Linked DNA regions of Astyanax mexicanus: region 1 is linked to region 2. Evidence: chromatin contacts called from public Hi-C data. All regions are on one chromosome and are shown on one strand. Each heading gives the region's core, a stretch centred on a gene start, on an enhancer-like site or on the middle of the called end of the contact. The rest is flanking DNA. Distances are from core to core; before and after follow the strand shown.

The links. Hi-C and Micro-C count contacts between places; a contact is called where the count stands out from the background.
Region 1: a contact with region 2 is called in a Hi-C map of muscle, with 19 times the contacts expected there. The contact joins the enhancer-like site here to the promoter of gatad2b in region 2. A contact is called at or near these places in 2 of 3 Hi-C or Micro-C datasets (both in muscle).

Annotation. Positions count from the first base shown.
Region 1 is chr3:49,369,197-49,376,363 of AstMex3_surface, reverse strand. gatad2b (GATA zinc finger domain containing 2B) reads right to left here. Exons shown (of 11, transcript XM_007259838.4): 3 at 5,765-5,894; 4 at 3,988-4,119; 5 at 1,276-1,404; 6 at 716-886. Among protein-coding and RNA genes, the nearest start is that of gatad2b, 45 kb to the right of the region's middle. Within about 2 kb of position 1,318, the one cell type or tissue checked has an H3K27ac peak away from gene starts, as active enhancers do.
Region 2 is chr3:49,323,149-49,330,226 of AstMex3_surface, reverse strand. It overlaps gatad2b (GATA zinc finger domain containing 2B), which reads right to left and starts at 2,527. Exons shown (of 11, transcript XM_007259838.4): 1 at 1,958-2,527.

The sequences.
Region 1 (7,167 bases), core at 69-2,568, 47 kb before region 2:
TGCCATATTTTCATGTTATGTGCCACAAATTATATTCTACAGCTTTTAAATTCATTGCTTGACAAAAAATTGGTGCTTTTTGAATGCCTGTAAGGCACCAATAATGTAAAAATAAATGCCACTTTAAAATACAGACTCAAATATGCTATGCATTTATTTCTATTGAAGGGGTTCCCAAACTTTTGCAACTCACATGGCCCACTTAACCCACCATAAAACATTTAAACATAAAAATAGATACAGCACAACAATGTAGGTTATTGAACTGATTGACAAGCTTAATTAAACTTATTTGTACCGACCTGAACTTGTCTTATAAGCATTCAATGTGAAAGACTGTACAAATCCCATACAAAAAGAGAATTTTTTTTCACTCAGACTTGCAGTAATAATAAGTTTCATTTACGCTATGACTCTTTAAACTAGTATTTAGACATCAGAGGAACCTAACAGTTTAATTTCTTAGCACCAATAAGAATTATAATTTACAGTTATAATTTACATCTATTTTGCAACAACAAGACTGATTTGAAATTACTTATCGCAATGATGCCAGTCTGTAGACCAGCAGTGTGTATATTCTGAACTGTGGCAATAAATGGTTTAATTACTGACGTGAACAGGGGATATAGCAGGTCATGACCATGTTTTCAGTGCAGTGTTTGGAGCACTCTGCCCTGTAGGTTATAGAGAGGGGATGTTGGGCTGAGCATACCTGCTGGTAGTTGACTGCGTTGCCCATACTTCCTGTGGAGGATCGGCCCATGCCAGGCTTAGAGGGCACTCTCTGACCCTGCAGCTGGGCTGGGTTAGGGGCGATCACCCGCTGGGACATCATCATCGGGGGCAGGGAGGCACTGGCAGCGGACCTGATCACCGTGTGGCCCTGGAACAAACACGCAGACAAATTAAAAAAAGATGTTCAGTAAACTGAACGACCACTAGAGGTCGGCAGATATGTAATTTACTACCAGTACTGTACACATTTAACAAAAGCATCATGAATAAACTGGAATGATGTACACTACGGCACCAGACAAAAGGTGCTGGATTTGTGTGAGGAGGAATAGATTAACAGATCCAAGAAAAGCCTTGGATTCAAATTGAAAATGGACAGATTATCACGCTTGGAAGGCAAACGAATAAACAAACAAATACACAAAATAATCCACATTAGATTTCTTAGCAGGTCTTGGATTCACCTTTCTAAAAACATTCCAAATCTGGCCATGGAAATTTGGTATTTTCAGTCATGGAAAGTAGACACACACACACCTGTGCAGCGCGGAGGTTCTGGGGCTCAGATGTGTGCATGCCCGGTCGAACGGGCAGCTTAGTCAACCCCTGTGAGCTGTGGATGGGAGAGGGTTGAACAGAGGAGGGGGTGTTCTGGACCACTGGAACCTGAAGAGGAAGATGAAGACAGACAAAGACAGACAAACAAGCATGAATTTCACAAACTGCCAGAGGTTCAGCATCCGATTCCTGAAGTAAATCACTGTGTTTTTATAACCTTGTCACAAGAGAGCATAAGCAGGCCATTTCTGCAATTGTTCTAAATTAGTCATGAGCTGTTTTGGCAAAATCAGCACATCCAGAGCAAGGTCTCAGGCAGAGTGACCCATCCCAACTGCAGTCCAGCAGAAAGGCCCCTGAGACTCTTTATGGTCAGCTCATGTATGTGTAGAAACAGTAAGGAAGAATCTCAATGCTGGAGCAGTGGGGAAACATATCACTGTGCTGTGATACACAAGCAGTAAAGCTGTGGTTTTTGGTCGTCCAAAAAACTCTCCAAGACTACCCCATTTTACCCCGTGTCTGCTCTTTAGCAGCTCTACTCGCACGTTCAGCGAGCTTCTGCTGGGTACAAAAAGTGCTGAAGATCATTATCTGACAAGCAGCCAAATCTCAATTTTGGACCATTGGATTTTCTCCTTGATATCCAGCTCGGTAAATTGTTTTTTTTCTTTGCAATTCAAAACTGAACAAACTCAGCTATGTGCTTTTCGTAAATCAATAGTTGACCGCTTATATATGAACAATAATCCAATTAAATAAATGAATATTCCAGCAACATGCAGGACAATAATCACTACACAATATAAAGGCTAGGAATTGCATTACTTTGAGATAAGTGAGGGAGTTTACAATACACCTATACACATAAAACTACTGCTACATTACCATTTTTTTTAAGTTTTGAGCCAGAAGGAAAAATTGGGCTTTCTTTGATTTTGTTTTTTTTACCAAAATAATAATAATAATAATAATAATAATAACAACATGCATGCTTTATAGAAAAATAATAAGAAATTGGTTTACAAGGTTTCATTGTAGTTTTTTTCTGAAATTAAAATGTGTCCCTCAGTAAGCTGAGCCTGACCATTGAAAGATGAATCTCGGTTGGATATTTGAGCATGCATCTTGGCAGAATATGTTGTGTTTAATTAAATTTGTTGTTGTCCAAGCATGTCCAAAAATGAAGGTCTACCATTCCAAAACCTTAATGTTAGCCTTTGTTGCTGCAGACGCTACCACTTCCACCACCACCATGCTTAACAGCTAGTACAGGGGGTTGTGGAATTTAGTGTCTCACCATTATCCCTATAAACACCACTGTCTGCCTAATTTTTTCCATAGCAATATTTCTAGTCATGTTTAGCTGATGTTTTGAGGTTATGCTGAGGTAGACTACCTACTTTATGCTTCTATCAACATTGTACAATCCTCCAGTCTCAGCAAACTGGTAAACCAGCTATCACCAGAAGAGAATATCCACCAACTCATGCCAAACAGAGGTTGCAGCGCTCAAGGTTCAATGGTTAAACCTTTGCACATCCAAACATACATCTGATCAATGTGGCCGAACATCTTTATATTTATCTTCTTTTAGGGTGACAGGTTTAGCCTATCGGAACCAAATGACTATTTTCTTTCTGTAACAACATATGTTTTAATTGTTATCTTTAAATATGCAGTTATTTGAAAATCTACAAAAATTCTTCTCAGATCTGCACTGAGATTTTTGGATTTTCCTAGTGTACTCTGTGTGTTTCACTGTCAAAAATCATTTTTGTAAGGCTACAGAAAAGCTACCAGTTGTAGTCAATCAAGATCACTAGCAGGATGTTAAGAGAACTTGGTCTTGGTGTGTTAAAGGCCTTGTGTAACTCTCAGCACCACTGAACTAATAGTTCTTCATTGTTCATTTCAGAACCACCATGGTCACCTTAAAGGTCAGAGGCGATATGTTTGTACATATGAATATTCATGAGCAAGAGCCAAAAATCCTCTTTCTTCAGCGATCACTAATAGCAGTACTATATAGAAACACCGGAGCACTTTTTTTCATTCATTCATACTAGAGACCACAACTAAACATTTAAAATAAATTAAGAAAAAAAAATGATGGAATAAGACCTTTAAAAAAATAACTTGTACTTGTTATATGTTGTGCACTTATTCTTCCCCAGAAAAAAAACAGTAATAAGAATCATTTAAAGCCCACTGTTTGGCTTTGTATTTATGTCTATGATGAGTTTATGTAAACTTTTATAATTATGTAAAAATTTAAATAGATGTTAGCATATATAGCATAGATCATATCATATACAGCTAACATGTTGTATTAATGGCATGAAGCACATGCTGTAATTGTAAAATGGGTATTATATTAATTTATAATGACAATAACTGTTCTGCTCTAGCATAGCTCTATTAGTGATCGCATCGAGCAGAGCATATTTAATATCAGTGTTCTGAAATTTCACTGCCTCATCCTACAGGCATGAAACAGCTCCAAGACCATTAACAGCAGTGAACAACAGCAGTGCCTAAAAAAACAAACACTCTCTGTTAGAGTAGAGCAGTAATGGTCAGTAGCCTGCCTGAGTCAGGTGCGGGAGCAGTGTTAAGCAGTGTGGAGGGAGGTGTTAACTCAGCTGTGCTGATAAATGGAGGTAATGGTGGGAAGAGCAGTATATTGACCTTCTGCACCACGTTCTCTTTCTGCATCTGGCTCTGTCTCAGCTTCTTCAGCAGCACCAGCCTGGCCTCCTCCAGCCTCAGCTCCTCACGCAGCGCTTTGATCATCTGCTGCCTCTCCTCACCTGTCTTCCCCTGCAGAGAACAACACACACACACAAGCTTAAGATACATCAGTCATAGAAATGCAGACAGATGACGACAAACACACAAACACACACACAGCCTGACTCAGTGCAGGTGACCAATTCAAGTATGATTTATTCTTTAAAGAAAAAAATAAAGAAAGAGAAAATAAAAACATCTGCTGCTTGGAAACAAATAGTTTGGTGACACCTTGTCTTTGTGTCTTTTTTTTTTTAATCTGATACCTTCTACTAATTATTTCTCACCAACTCAGCCCAAGATTTTTTTGGGTGTTTTTAAGTCACAACAGTATTATTTTCATCAGCTTATGGTGGCATTTGTTGCCTTAAGGTTGGTCAATTTGGCTTGGGACTGCATGGTAGCTGGTTCAATCCCCAGGACTGGCTTTTATGAACTGAGTTGCCCTTGACAAAAACACCAACCCTCTACTGCCTCGAGGTCACTGAAGTGTCTGCCCACCACTCTGGACTCTTATTGGCACAGACAAGATAAACATGGAGGTAGAGTTCTGATACACTACTGTACAGTGAAAGTTTACTTCATTGTAGTTAGTTAAATTTTCTTTTCTTTTTTTTTTTTACAAACATTCCTTGGGTCTCCAAAGTATTAACTCTCAGATTCACATTACGCCAAAAAGTGAAAAGATTACCAAAACATTATAAAAAAATAAAAATAAAAAAAATGGAGAGACAGTGATGATAGATGTTCACAGTGAAGATATACTTGCTTGGGGCAGCATGCCAAAACCAGGTATTGAACCACAACCTTTTCACCAATAGCCCAGTACTCAAACTGCCATTGAGTCACCATTGACTCCAATATTAAAAATAAAATAATTATGAACGCTATACACCACCAGGTACACAGATTGTGATCATTTTTGACCATAGGTTAAAAATGTGTATTAAAATTATGGGGCCCAGTGGTTACAGTGCTGGATCATTGATCAGTGGTTTGTGGCATAACTGCAATCCCTCTAGCATGACTGACCCTGTGTGCTGACTCTACGTGATTCTCATTGTACTGCATAAGTGTAAAGCTAGTAAAGTACTTAATTCTAATTTTGGCTTTTAAATGGTTTTAGCTACTTGGTTCATAACATGATAACATGTACAGGGAGTGGAATTATTACTCTATTAAAAATTAATGAAAGAGTTATTTGAGTAATACCACAGCAGAACCACTTTTGGATTAATAAAGAATAATAAAAAAAAACTAGATTGTGAACTCCAACAGCCTCCTCCCCATGCGGCAAAAGCCTGCCAACTGCACCAAGCTGATCCAATTCCTCATTGATTGACATGTAAACTTTACGAAAAAGGTCTTCCAGGCCCCGAGAACTGGCTGAGGAACTGCGCTCAGTAGCGTGGCATTAAGAGTACAAGCTGGAGACACTGTGATTGACTCTCTAATCACAATAATGTGCCAGTGCTGCGTGGCTTATGGAATGACTCACATGGCTATAGGCCTAATAAAGGAGACTAAAGGCCTGACAATGAGAGCAGAGCGGTGCAGTGGGCTGACAGGAGCAGACACAGTCTATTAGTGTTAGTGAGTGAGGGGCTGTGGAGCAGAGGCACTCTGCTGCAGGAGTTCAGGAATGCCTCTGCAGGAAACGGAAAGCGGGATGTACCTTAAACATCTCCAGGTTGGGGCGGTGGTGCCGCTCTTCTGGGTGCGGGGTGCTGCGTGGGCTTGACGCCTCGTTATCTGACAGGATGATCACGTCTGGAGATGGAGTGCGTCTCTCTCGATCAACATCGCTGTGGGGAGAGTGGCAAAAGGTTTAGGTTAGGGTGGTTTTAGGAGTAAAAAATAAAGCAAAAATAATTTAATGCAAGATACAAGTGACACGGTCACTGATAACTACTGAAATATTTTAATAGTTTGTATATATTATGTAAATTTCTCGAACCTCAAACTGGCAGTTGTTCTTTACACTGCATCTGAATTTCATGATAATTGGGCCAACAGAAATGCTCTAAATCACTTCTGCATTTTGTTTTACATTGACTTATTTAAAAGTAAAGAAGGCTTTTTATTCTTTGGTCAAGTTGCAGTTTTTGAGGTACAAGGTTTCTTCTTAATTGTGTGTATATACAAACTATTAGAAGTATTAGGAAACCAGCTAAATTCTTGTTAAACCAAGGGTATTAAACTCTGAAGTCTCTACTGTCCAGGGGAGGCTTTCCACTAGATAGTGAAAAGTTGCTATGAGGATTTGATTTTATGTAGTTGCAAGATTGTTAGTGAGGTCAGGATGTCCACAGGTCCACAAAGTATTAGATGGAGAACCATCATTTCAGAGAACACAGTTTTACTGCTCCACAGCTTAATGCTGTAGACCAGGGGTGTCCAAACTTTTTTTTGTTGGGGGCCAGAAGGAGAAATATATTTGAAGTCTGTAATAAAACAAATAATGAAATATACCACTTTAAATAATACATTTACCTGATTACTTTCATTTACACACCATTTTACTTGACTTACTATCTTTATCTATCTTTGACAAGTGTTGTGTAAACTAAGATTTTTAATATTCTTAATATTAAACTCCTTAATTACGGCAAATTTTAGACTCTTTTGCCCAGTTTTTCTGCGCTAGAAATGCGCACTCTCTCCGCTTTTAGACTATTTGGCCTGTTTTTTTACGCTAGAAATGCACACCCTCTCCGCTTATAGACTCTTTGGCCCGTTTTTCTGCGCTAGAAATGCGCACCCTCTCCGCTTTTAGACTCTTTGGCCCGTTTCTGACACCTAGCGTTCAAACTTTGAATCTCACATTATAAAAACCTGCTTAACAGCGGGCCAACTTTTATTCTATTTCTAAAATACCTCGCGGGCCGCTCCAAAAAAGGAAACGGGCCGCAAATGGCCCGCGGGCCGTAGTTTGGACAACCCTGCTGTAAAAGGTTTGGGTTAGCTTTATGGCTAACAACTTATGCCAACTAGCTAAACAAAGGGATTTGTGCATAATCAAATTCACAATGATAGTATAGACATAATACTTCAGTGTCACATTAATTGCATGGCAGA
Region 2 (7,078 bases), core at 1,278-3,777:
TTTACTATAGAAGCTGCCAGAGGGAATCTCAGTTGATAGACTTTTTGATTTGATGTGGCAGCAATTTTCATATTGTACACTTTTTTCTTAACTATAATACTAAACTCCAAGGAGTTTATGATGTTTGCACTGTGTTCTTATATATTTGAAGAATATCAAGATCATATCAATGGTAATCTTAAAATGACAATAATATTGCTTATCACAATTATTTATGGAATTATATATGATCCACACAATAACAGTTATCGTGACAGGCCAAGTTGTAACCATTCTTGTAACCAAATTGTTCAGATCAGTGTCAGAATTAAATTATATTGTATCGACAAAAACTACTAAATAGTAGTATAGAAATGAGGCTATCTAAGATTTATACAGATCACTCAGCCAGCTCAATACTTGTTCAAACTGCTCCCTTCAAGTAAGCGATTTCGAAGAATTTTACGTAGAACATCAAGGTTTCGTGCCTATTCACTATTAGAATGTTTCACCCCTCTGCTTTATCATAATGATGTACACTTCTGTAGCTTTGTCACTCTTGTGAATGTGTGTAATTGTATGTGTTTTTAAGCTGCACTATCACAAATTCCTCTCAGTCACTACTGATACAGCAATAAAGTAATGAAAAGAAATGAAAAAAAAAAATGTATAATTGTTGGTCATATCGCCCAGCCCTGTTCCATGCCATTAACCTCTCCCCTAGATGCTAAAAACAAAAATGCAACTTCAGCAAGCAAATGAAAAATCTACAGCCAAGTTGGAAACGGCTGCCCCCCCAGAACACACACTCAAAAAAAAAAGAAAAAAAGAAAAAGAAACCCCCACCACACACACACTTACACACTTGGACTTGGTCAGTTATAGACTGTATAGCCTACAAATTAGGCGCCGTCTCACTCTGGACGTGTCTGCAGCACCAAGAATAATAGACTGCATATATTATTGATCAGAGTTTCTTTCCAAACGTCATCTCCACCCGTTTATCAGTGACTCCCTGTTGGTTAGGATCAATGCATGCATTCAGGTTGGAATTACATTTCAGCATTTCAGCCTTTCCCCCCTCTTGTCAAGTGCTGGGCAGCCATTTGCGTGCATATGGAGCACGTTGAGAACGTCCTCACTTACGTAAATGGCTGATGCATTTTCGGATCTTTTTTTTTCTTTTTTTCTAATTGTACAGCCATCAGCTCTGCTGCCGTACACTCTCTCTACCACAGAGTGAGTGTGTGTGCCCCACTCTACACACACACACACACACACAGTTCACAGAATATATACACACACACAGCGCTCTGAGCGCTCACAGCCAGCAGAGAAGCTCAGAATCTGAAGTACTTCTTTTACATTAGTTAGATAAATTATAAAATCATAATATGAGTGTATAATAAGTAAATTTAGGGGCTTTTCTTTTTCATTGTGTGCGGCTGCACTGTACTGTATGTAGCCTCAGCCCGGAGGACGAGAAGCTGGCTGGCTCCCTTCTCAATCTGGCTTAAACCCCCAGAGACACGGGATGAAACAATGAAACGCTTTTTAGACCAGAAATGCTGCAAATCTCCTACAGAAACGTTGAACTATTTGCTTGGCTAAATTTCTAGCTACATTTCAGACAATTTGACTCACTCTATTGGCTACTATTACTCTATATTAGTAGCTAGTTAGCACTCTTTTAATACTATTAGTTAGCGTTAGCCAGCCAGTCAGTCAGGCACTTTGAACTAACGGTAACGTTAACGGCGTTAGGTTATCTGACTAATAGCTGCCCGCTCGTAGCCAAGCAAAGCCGTACCGCTATTGTCTCTCGTCAGCTCGCTAAACAGTTTGAAACGCCGTTTCTATCGTCGTAAGCTGCAGCTTTCCATACGCTGTGCAGTTCCACTCCGCTCAAATCCCGCCGCTGTACATTCAAAAATCACGTCCCGTCCCGGCTAGGCCGCAGCTGAATCCCCGGACTCACCTGACTCGCCTTCGCCCTTCAGGTTGCTCTGGATCCGGGTTCACTCGCCGATCCCGAAGCGCCGCAGTAGCTCCTCACGACCAGTCCCCGGCACCGGCAGGCAACACAAAGGCGCTGATTGGGCCTCGACAGGCGCTCATCCCCCTCGGTCTCTGCCCAGACAGACGGGTTATTGGTCGGCGGCTGTGTCGGAGACGCGCCCCTATTAAGGTGTATGTTGTTGTCTGTGTCTGGAGGGGAGGGGACAAGGAGCTCTGAAAATGATGGGAAACTAAACGGCTTGTTATGCGCGTCGTGTCAGCAGCAGCAGCAGCAGCACAAGGCGAAGAAGCTACTTTACTACATGGGCAGCAGATAAATTGGGGACAGCCATATTAACTCCGTTCTCCACGCCATCACGGCTGATCGACTCAGGCGCTTTAAGGATTATTTATTTCAGCGTTTTGAGAACCTTGTCCGGCATCCCGACCTACAGGCTACGCTTTTCACAGCCGTCTAATAAACGTCTTGCTAGTTACAAAGGGACAAGTGTTGTTAGAGATTAGATCGCCGTGAACTTGGTAGTAGCTAGGCTGGTTCAAAAACGATGAGCGTGGCAGATTAGCTATCCTATCATAACACTATAGCTAACGCTATATTTCCCCTAGAAATCTATGAACTGTAACTACAATGAATCGCAGATATCGTCGTTAATCTTGACATTAAAGCGGATAACGCACATATAATTATTGACAAATCGAAAAAAAAAATATATATGTAAATTTATTGCAATGCAATAATTTCTTACAAAATATAGTTAATATTTTTATTTAGCTGTTTTTAAGAAGTATTTTTTATTGATAATTAAGCTAAATTACTATCTCTATATTATTGTGTCCTACACCGAAAACAAACAAAGCGCCCATACAAACAAAGCTATAGCTAGATACTTCATTGACCTACTTTACTACTATAACCCGAACTGGCTTGATGTCTTGCTTGCTGTAAATAACGAATAATAAATAAACAAACAAATATCTTCCTAAGGAACCTCCACCGAAGCTGTTAACTAGTTAGTAGTTATCGACATGTACAGGAATTTCAGGCAGACACACTACACTTCAATACTATACTGGCCATGGTGGCTGGATCTCATTAGAAAAACAAATAACTACGCTAAATAAATAAAAGCCTATTGGCCATTTCGTAATCACGCATATTTCTTAAAGCTCCTTCGGCACAGTCAGTGAGTGAGCGAGTGCTGCTAGTGCTTTTACACTGCTTAAACACCAGCTATCGTTTTTCTAATATATGCCATCTACCGAAGACATTTCACAGGCTGTTCTTTCTCACGATAAGACAGTGTGAAACCTCACGTTTTCCGGAGCTCTGCTCGATCTCAGCGTTATGGTGATCTGCTCTTTTATTAAACTTTTATTGTCTCTTTACAGCAGTGCCTACTGAGCCCTCCAGCGGTGGAACGGAGGAAGGACATCTTGATGGCTTTTGGGGGAAAATAGTAACAATCTTTATTTAGTGAATTCATAAACAAAGAATTTAACCCACAAGAGCCCAGACTAAATCCTGATATCACTGATATCATTTTTGTACTTATTGTAGCCACATGACTCAATATTGTAAGGTTAAAATCCTCATGTAATGTAAATGACAACAACTACACTGCCTGGCCCCAAAAAAAATCTCCACCTGGTTTTAGCTGAGCAAATGATCTGGGGTTGATCAACAGTATGTGCTGAAAGAATGAATATACTGAATATAGACCAGGTTATTCCATCAATTAATTTTTTCTTCCCTGATGACACGGGCATATTCCAAGATGACAATGCCAGGATTCATGGGGCTGGAATTGTAAAAGAGTGATTCAGGGAGCATGAGATCATCGTTTTCACACATGGATTGTTCGCCACAGAGTCCGGTCCTTAACCTTATTGAGACTCTTTGGGATGTGCTGGAGAAGGCTTTGCGCAGCATTCAGACTCTGCCATCAGTAATGCAAGATCTTGATAAAAAAATAATACAACACTGGATTTAAATAAATCTTGAGGTTTATCGAAAAAATGCCACAGTGAATGCGTGCTAAAATCAAAGCTAAATGCGATCCCACAAAATATTAGATTATGTGACCTTTTTTTTTGGCCAGGCAGTGTATTTCATAAGTTGGATGTCAGGTTAGATCTAGTTATGTGGATCGTGAAACATTTAACTAAAACATTTTCATTGTTCAAAATGGAATAAATTGATTTTTATAAGCCAGAGATACATTTCTAAATAACACATTTTATCTACAGCACTAACCCACACTTACTTTACATTCTGTAAATAAGGTCAGATGAAAGAACACCAATTTACTGTCCTGTGATGCTCTTAGGATGTTCAGTATTTGTCACTTAGGGACTTTATGATGTAAAATGACAGAGAACGTGCTGTAAGAAAATTTTCACATCTTATCTGTTACTTGAGAAGGACCCCATACTCCTAAGTAAGCAGATAATTAAAAATCAGAAAGTAGAAAAAAAGTATAACGCATATGAACTTAATGCAACATCAACCCAAATCACCATCTCAGTTGGTTTTAGGTCAGGGGATTGTGGAAGACAAATACTTTTTGTTTAATATGTAATTCCATATGTGTCCCTTAATTTCTACAATGTAGAAAAATAAAGAAAGTGTAACTGGGTAAATGCAGTAATTCCTTATTTGACAAATTTTTAGTGACTTGACTGCTGTCTACCCATTTGCTGTTTTTCTGTCTGTTTTAAATGTTCAGTCAAAGTTTAAACTTAACCACACCTCTAATGTGGACATAATCCTGAGCACTTTGATGAGCTGTTAGATTAGGTCTGAAGGGTAAGTAGATCCACAGCAGAAGAGGGATGGGTGCCCTGATGCAGGGATTTTCTCTAATTACAAATGAAACAGGATTGCAATGAGTCTTCCACAGCTCCTGACCAGCCAATTTTGTATTTCCTTCAAAGTTCATACAGACAGTCCAACATGTTCTACAGGGTTAAATATTTGGGGCTGGTTTCCCATACAATGATTAAGCCAAGATGTAGACTACATATGATGTTCAATGGAGAATGTCCATTCACAGTGCTGGTGATCCAATGGTGATCACTTCTCTGTGCTTGTAAAACTCATTAGATGAACCCAATTAACTTTTACTAAATTTGTGGAGCTAAGTGTGCTTTATACACTGTAATCAATATTAAAAAAAACACCCATTCCATTTAAAACTCAAAGATTCTCTTCATAGGTTGATTTTTTACACCAGCATTTACGCTAAAGCTTACACTACATGTCCAAATGTTTGTGGACACCCTTTTTAATAAATAGATTCAGCTACTTTAAGATGGACCTATTATTGACACTGATGTGCAAACACTCACGTGATGTAGCTGATGTTCAAAGCAATTTTTAGGAAGCAACTAATGAATCCACCACTTGCTCTCTGGGCATGTATGTTCTCTGGAATTAAGGTGCTCTATTCCATACTTTTGGGATGAGCTGAGGAATTAGGGTTGAAGTACAGAAAACAAGATTATTTTAATGACTAAGGAACAGATAAATTCAAAGATCTCACTTTAATGTCATTCTCTGTTTCTCACACTCACACACAGTTTCACAGTCACATGATGTCATGTGGCAAAATGAATCAGTACGAAGTCACATGCTTTATCAAACCTACATAACAGTAGCATAATGCTATTAGTGCAGTAACTCAATCATCCATATGAACATTAAGCATGACAGTAAACAGAGGCCAGTGTGAACTTACACATGCATCTATTTACAGCCTGTCTGCTTTAAAATAGTAAGATTCCATGTTATATTAACAACAATTTTAAAGAAACGATAGAATGTCAACCTATTGTCCTTGGTATAGTTGAATAATGTAAGATTGACACATATAAGGGACATACCATGAACCTTATAAGCACTATTGTTCCTTCTTCAAATTATTTTTGGCCAAAACAAGCTGAAAAACAGGACAATTCCAAATCCTAAAACTGTTATGTTACAGTCTTGACTTGGACATTTATATAAAGCAGCCAATCCCCTTACTTCACTTAGTTATAATGGGAATTGAGTGGCTACATGAACCGGACCTTATTTCTGCTGTTTGTCCTGTGCTCATGTCCACAGAGGGGACGCACAAACTCATCACATGATGACCAATTGTTGTGGAAAACAAACAAGTTAGCGCTAACTCTCTGAAAACAAACTGGACAACCTCAACTGAACCAAACTAGAAACAACCTCTTCAGTTTGATACTAGCACACTGGGCTGAGAGGACACCAAAAACACTACCCAGTAAGACCCAAGAATAATTAGTGTTTTTGTTACTGTGTTAAGACTGTGCTATTATTTTTGGCTTCTGTAAGATTTTCCAGTTCCGTAAACCTGCTAATTAAAGCAGAGTGTATTGGGTTTTCTTTCATAAGCCCTCTTTAAAAGGAAAAAAAGCATGAAGCAAAAGAACAGAGCAGTAAACAGGCTTGTAATAATGTATCTGTGCATTTTTTTTACCCCAACCGATGTCATACACTTGTTATCTATACTTAATAGGGCAACCTACAATTCTTAAATCATTCTGCAATATTTTCTCACCATGATTAAACTACATGTGCTATAAGGTTTACAGTATTTATGCTGTTTGTGGTAATCCTACATTAACCTCCTGACCTCCAGGGTGTTAACTGTTTGCACTGTTCTGAAATGTCTATACTGTACATTAACAGACATTAACAGCTGTAACCTGCTCCCAGTCCTAAAGAAACTATTCACTCTATCTGGGTTTTCTAAATTCTACCCATAATCCAAGCTTCTCCACACTCAGTGGGTCAACATGGGGTCTGCACTAAATATTGCTGTAATGAAGATTAAGAGGTTTAGCTCTTGATTAAAGCACTAGCCTTAAAAATAAGGACAAACCAGTCACTCTCTTGATGCTGCCAACTAAACAGACATTTCTAAAGCCCTGCTACACTCCACATGTGTGTATAAATATACACACACACATAGTGGCTGCTTTCCTTTAAGGGAGTTCTCTGCAAGACCACTCTACTAATCATATGATTGCTTTGCTCTAAAGCTGGAAAACAATGTGTTACTGCATT